Linked DNA regions of Gossypium arboreum: region 1 is linked to region 2. Evidence: chromatin contacts called from public Hi-C data. All regions are on one chromosome and are shown on one strand. Each heading gives the region's core, a stretch centred on a gene start, on an enhancer-like site or on the middle of the called end of the contact. The rest is flanking DNA. Distances are from core to core; before and after follow the strand shown.

Region 1 (3,471 bases), core at 97-2,596, 130 kb after region 2:
ACTTGTACTTTGTTTCCGTTAACCATTCTTGTACTTGACGATAACGGCGTTAGATTTTCTCCTGATATGGCATGTTGCCCAATCAGGGGCCGCTACTTGATGTCCTTCGGAGCAATTCTATCTTTTTCTCCTTTTTTTTTTTTCATAAAAAATCAGATCTCTTTTAAATTTTACTTCAAACTCTTCTTCCTATGAATAAAATTTAAAATTATAAAGTATTTATAAATTCATTAAAACGTATTTTCAGAAATAAAATTCCTTTTAAAATGTATTATTTAAAAAATTTCTTTTTACATTTCAAATTATATTTTTATTTGTAAATATATAGTTTTAAATTTTCATTAATTTTCTCCGTTACTCTTTCATTTCTTTTGTTATAGTTTCAACATTCTTCTCTACTAATTTGTTTTTATTTTCTTTTCTTTCTCAAGAACCAAACAGAAACAGAATACTAGAAGAACCAAACAGAATACTGAGAATATGTGAGATTTTGCAGATTTTGAAAAAAATGAGGAACAATTGAATAACATTCATTGATAAACCAGCAATTATTTGGTCCAAAATGACATAGAGATTCAAACAAACAAACAAACAAAGGAATCTCATGAATGAATGGATTTTGTTATGAACTTCCAAGAAGAGAAGAGAGGATAACAGAGAGAGAAGAAGAAAACAGAATTTGATTTTTGCGCAAACCACGCATAAGCTCCATTTCCTCCCTCATTCAGCATGAAAGGGAGTAACTAACAGCTCCTATGACCGTTACAGCCACGGCACACAGCTGTCACGGTGTTAAAACGCATGGTATCAATAATAGTCCAAAACGTCCCGTTTACTAAGTCGAAACTCACTTAACTACCCTAACTAATAAAAGAAACAAGATTCCCCTAAGTGGAGTCTTCAGGGAAAGTGATAGCCCACTTTACTAAGACCTTTGTGACAGCACGGTTGCCTTTCTTCACCATCCTTCTATCCAACACCTGGACAGGCTCCTTGATGATGGCCCCATCTGTGCCCACCAGTGGTAAATGAGATTGAACTGGGGCCTTCCCAATGTGTTTCTCAAGCTGAGAAATATGATAGGTGGGGTGGATCCAAGACCTTGGTGGTAGCTGCAAGCGATATGCTGTCTTGCCAACCTTGGCTTCAAGCAAGACCCAAAGAATTTAGGGGAGAGTTTTTGATTGAGAACTATCCTTAGTCTGTCTATATGGTTGGAGCTTCAAGTAGACATAATCCATCACCTTGAAGGACCTATCACTTCGTTTTCGATCTGTCAATTGCTTCATTCGATCATGGGAGAAGAGGTTTGAATGGAGGTATGGAAGGTGGTATCCACCATTTGGCCAGAGGCAGCCACAATGCCCATTCTCCAGGCATTTCCCCTATCATACATCACAAATAACTCTCCAAGCATCGATTTAGGACCTCAGTTTGGCCATCGGACTTGGGATGATAGGTTGTGGACAGATTCAGTTTTGTACCAAGCTTTTTGAATAATTATTGCCAGAGGTGGTTCCCTCTATGAAATCCATGCTGATTGATGTCCATGACCTCTGTGGTATTGGTAGGGGCTGTAAAAGACCAAGATAAGCAGCTTGATCATATTTACACTTCTGACAACTCAGACACTCCCTCACCCATTGCTTGACATCCTTGGTCAACCTTTTCCAATACACAAGACTAGCCAAATGATGTCGAGTAGCGTGCACCTTCGAGTGAACCCCAATGACGCCCTCATGGAAATGCTAAAAGAGTTTTTTCCTCAAGTTGCCATGATCTCCAATCACCAGTTTCCCCTTTCTTCTCAGCTCTTTGCCATCCTAAGAATATTTGGGATGTAAGGATGGTTGCACTTGAATGTCAAGGCATAGTTTGTCGAGTTTAGGGTCCAACAACAAAGAATCTCGAGCCTTATTTCATAGATCGGAGATGAGTGTGCTCCTAGTGTATTGTAACAATTGAGCCTCCTATCCATAAGGCCATTTAGGCAAAGCACAACCACCACATTTTGGGACCCTTTCTTGTAAATTGCCACATAGTTGTACCCCAATATTTTGGCTACCATTTCTGTTGGAAAGGGGTTATAGCTTGTTGGTCGGCCAAAAACCGAAGGCTTTGGTGATCAGTACAAATTTGGGACCTTCTCCCTACTACTGCCAAAAGGAAAACCAACATCTCTTTGTAAAGATATAGAGGGCTTGGTGTTTGGCTCCAAGGGCTTTGTTAAAAAAGGCCAAAGGCCTCCCTTCTGATGTAACATAGCTCCCACACCTTGTCCATATGCATTAGCATCAACACAAAATTTAGAAGTGAAGTCTGGCAAGGCTAGAACAAGTGCTGCACAAATAACTTGCTTAAGCTGTTGAAAAGATTCATTAGCCAAGGCAAACCATTCCCAAGGTACTTTCTTCTTCAACAGTTGAGTCAGAGGTTTGGCTATAGTCCCATAATGTTTAATGAATCTGTGATAATAGCTAGAAAGGCCCAAGAAACCCCTTAGTTCCTTCATTGAAACTGGAATTGGCCATTAAAGAACATTGTCAGCCTTGGTTCTATCCATTGCTACAACTCTTTTGGAAATAACATGATTTAAGTACTCAACCTTTGAAGTGCCAAAACTGCACTTACTTTGCTTGGAGTACAGCTTGTGTTCCCTCGTATACTTGGTAGCACACAACAATACAAGCCCTTTCTCCTCCTTTTTTCCATGTCATTGTGGGAGAGAGATTTAGTAGGCCTCTTTTGACTAGTGGCAACTGGAGGACCCCCTCTAGAAACTAGTGGGTGGTTTGTTGTGGTGATGGCTTTTGGGGTAAGGAGCAGGGTAGGTAACTTGGGGTACCCTCCACTCCCTACATGAGGATTTTTCTTCTGGTTATTCATCAAAATGCTCTCAACTTAGCGAGCAATAAAAAAAAAAATCCTTCAACTGAGGTTTTGGGTTTGAATAATTGCAAATACTACCCAATTTCTACCTTTAAATTGCTAGTAAATATACTCCAAGCATTGCTCTAGGGTAGCTGTAGCTGGTTGAGTAAACTTACAAAGATATCATGGTAGTGACCAACTGTGTACCAGGGGGTCAAGGAAGGTGCTGGACCCAAACCTCTCCTTCAATCCTTGAACGTAGTTGTCCCAAGTAAGCAAACGCAGCCCGCCTTGTCTCTGAGCAAAGAAGTGGTGCCAATCAAGAGTCTTCCCTTCCAAATGCAACATGACTATCCTCACTTTAGCACTGTCACTGACTCCATCATCTTTAAAATATTGCTCCAATTTGGGCCATCAGCCTTTGAAATCCACTTCATCGAATCTTGGACATTCCAGTTTGAAGGGTCTTATTGGTGTTTCCACATTGCCAACTCATGATGGTGTTATCATGTACCTTAGATCTACCATAGGAGAAACAACCAAGGCTTCCTTTGGAGGGAAACCAGGTGGAGGACCTCCCAGTATTCCTTTCCTCTTGTA
Region 2 (3,360 bases), core at 779-3,278:
ATAAAAATTTTTTTAAAAAAAAAAGAAAAGAAAATGAGAGCATTCTGTTAATTTTAACGGAAAAATGAACAATTTAATTAATTTTTTTATCAACAGTGATCAAATTAGGGTGACTAAAATAAAAATAGTCACCTCAAAGGAACAAACGGGTAATTTATCTTTAATTATTTTAATCAAAATATTCTATTGTTATAACAATTTTTTAAAAGGGTAACATTATTTTTTACCCACACGTGTATCATAATTTAATATAATTTAATATGTTATATGAAATTAATTATATTTAAGAAATTCAATCTAAGCATTTTTTAAAATGATTATTTTAAATGTATAGTCAAAACTTACCTGATAATGAGAGATATCTAAGGATCAAAAAATAATAATAATAATAATAATATTACTTGCGAATCTGACAAACCAAATTTTGGAATACCTTTACTTTATTAATTAACTCATTAAAAATAAAAGCACAACCATGTGCACAATGTATTAATAATCATGATAAATATAATCAATGAAACTTAATATGAATTTAAAATAATCTTATAAAAGTACTTAAACTACCTAAAATTTCATAGTTAGGTACTTGAAGGTTTTTTAATCAAAGTAAATATTTAAAATTTTATTCTCTTTTATCATTTTCAATACCAATAGTTGACTCTCATTAAAAGAATATTCAAACCAATTCAATTATGACATTTATCATTTTTAATTAAATACGTAAAAATTAAAAATAAAATTTCATATCCTCTTTCTTTCCCCTTCATCAAAAGCCTCATAAAACCTAACCTATCATGGCTTCAAAATGGATAAAATGAGGGTTGTCTTTTTTCTTTCTATTTTGAGTTTTTAGTATTGGAAATGGAGGTTTTTCTTTGTAGAGAAGATGAAGATGAAAGGAGAGATTTAGAGATGGTATTTTTAAATTTATTTTTATTGAATTTTAATTTTAAATATTTTATTTAATTAAAAATTACACTTGTCATAATTTGATTGTGTGGAGTTTTTTTCAACGAGTGTTAACTGTTGTTACTTAAAATGATAACAAAATAAAATTTTAGGTACTTCCTTTGACAAAAAAAAAGATCTTCAACTACCTAAATAAAAAGAATCTTTCATATTATGAATCGAGCGACAAAATTTCAAAACATAAAGAACTTAATATTAAATAGCAAGTTGAAATATTCATATTTTATCTCTAACTTTGTTTTCTATTTCAACTTGGACTTTAAATTAATTAAAATTTATTATTATAAATATAATTCAACAAATGAAGATTATTTTTATTGATAAGTTTAAAGTGTCTAAAAATTAATGGAGTATTAAAGTAGTAGTTTTTCAAAGAAAAATTTGTAAGTCATAATCGAATAACGATACCACAAAAAGAGATGAAAGAACATTTTAATTAATAATAAGGTAAAATTATAATATTCATTCATTCATCGCTTCATATATTTATTTAGTTTATAATATATGTTATACTGAATTTGTTTTTGAACTCTCCTAGTTCGTTTTCCCTATTATTGTATATTAAGAAAGCTTCATTTTATAATTATAGAATTTACTTTACGCCGTTTTTTAATTGGTATTATAATAATAATTTTATACAAATATTTAATTTATTATTATTGTTTAAGTAATTTGTAACTTCAAAGTAATGATGATAACAGTAATGATGGATTGAAGAAGATTAAGATACAAGATAAAGAAATCAAGTAAGAATTTCTTTAAGGGCTTCAACTAAGGGTAAGATATTTTATATTGTTGAAAAGATAATATATTTTTCAATTGATACGGGTTTAAACTCATTTAAATTTTAAAATTTTATTTTCAACTTTTTATTTTATAATAATTTCTATTTTTAATTTTCACATATTTACAATTTTTATTAATAAAAAACCAAAATCATTCTTTATTCAAATTAATTAAGTAATATGATTGTGAATTGGGCGACAACTTCGTAATAGATGTCGTCGTGCGTCTTTCTCTGACTATGGTCTCTTATTTTGGACAAACATTATTGGTCCCTAACTCTCCGTTGTCCCCTACACATTCCCTTTATCATCAACTCTCTTTCTTCCTTCACACATACGCTATACTGACATAATAAATCTAAATAGATAATTCACAATTCTACTTTTCTTTAAACAAAGATAAAATACCACTTAAATCTGATTTCATTTTTATATGGTGATTAAAAATAATTTTTGAAATTTATCTTTCTTTTTTAAATAAACTCACAAAATATTTTTATTTGCACCAAACAAATAACAGATAAATTATTAAAATGATTTTAAGAAGATTTCCTTCACATAATATAAACTTATAGAATTTATACAAATATATTATAATATTATATTATTTCATCATCATTAACAAATACAAGGGAGGCAAGTGAGAGTCATTATCCCTTAATTTTTAGAAATTTATATAATACTCTTTTAAGATGAACTTTATTACTTTAAACATCTTTAAAAGTTTAAATTCTGCCCTCATACCCCCTAAAAAACCAACCCTTTATAAAATAATTCTTTTAAAAGTTACAATAAAATAAATAAATCATCAATTTTAAAATATATATATATAAAAATTAAAGAAAAAAACGTTTACCCATAAAACTGAAAAAAAATAGCCTATAACAAAATGAAAAAAAAAAAAAAGAGTAGTGAAAGATAGTAATTAACAAATTATAAGAGAAAGAAGAAGAAGAACAAGAAAAAATTCAAGGCATTTTTAAATATTTTGACTTATTTTCTTTAGTTCTTTTACAATTCTTTACTTTTATATTATCTATAAGTACCCAAAAGAAAAAAAATTCAAATTTTAGAATTTAGGATTTATAATTTTATTAGGGTTTTATTTTATTTTATTTTGATATGTTTTAGCTTAATTTTTATATATGAACTTGTAAAGTATTTCTTAATTATTTTACTAGATATATATAATAACATTTTCTTAATTAAATAATCATTGTTTCAACTAAAGATGAATTATAATATTTAAATAATATATATATGTATCGTTAATTATTGAATGATTATACATGAAAATTAATAGTAAAAAATGTAGTCAACAATGCTAATATAAATAGTCGTATTTTTGGATTCGCCACTGCTCATCATCCATTAATATAGTCTTTGATCACTTTACACGCCATTATTATTTTAATATGATTTGATAATGCCTCCTCGAAAAATCAAGGCTTTAATTCTTAATTCTTTTTATATAATTCTAGCTTATTAATGTTAAAATCTCCAACTTTTTACTGATAATTTTTCTTAGATGCTACTTGATTGAATATGCTTAATTATCTAATGTTGTTTATAAAGCTAAACCTATATTTTAATTAATATACAACTC

Evidence for each region. Hi-C and Micro-C count contacts between places; a contact is called where the count stands out from the background.
Region 1: a contact with region 2 is called in a Hi-C map of leaf, with 2.8 times the contacts expected there. The contact joins two enhancer-like sites. A contact is called at or near these places in 2 of 5 Hi-C or Micro-C datasets (both in leaf).

What each region holds. Positions count from the first base shown.
Region 1 is chr12:13,561,390-13,564,860 of ASM2569848v2, forward strand. No RefSeq gene overlaps it. Among protein-coding and RNA genes, the nearest start is that of LOC128285128, 6.7 kb to the right of the region's middle. Within about 2 kb of position 1,347, at least 2 of the 2 cell types and tissues checked have an H3K27ac peak or open chromatin away from gene starts, as enhancers often do. A contact at or near this core is called in leaf, where this site is marked.
Region 2 is chr12:13,427,018-13,430,377 of ASM2569848v2, forward strand. No RefSeq gene overlaps it. Among protein-coding and RNA genes, the nearest start is that of LOC108478891, 4.4 kb to the left of the region's middle. Within about 2 kb of position 2,029, at least 1 of the 2 cell types and tissues checked has an H3K27ac peak or open chromatin away from gene starts, as enhancers often do. A contact at or near this core is called in leaf, where this site is marked.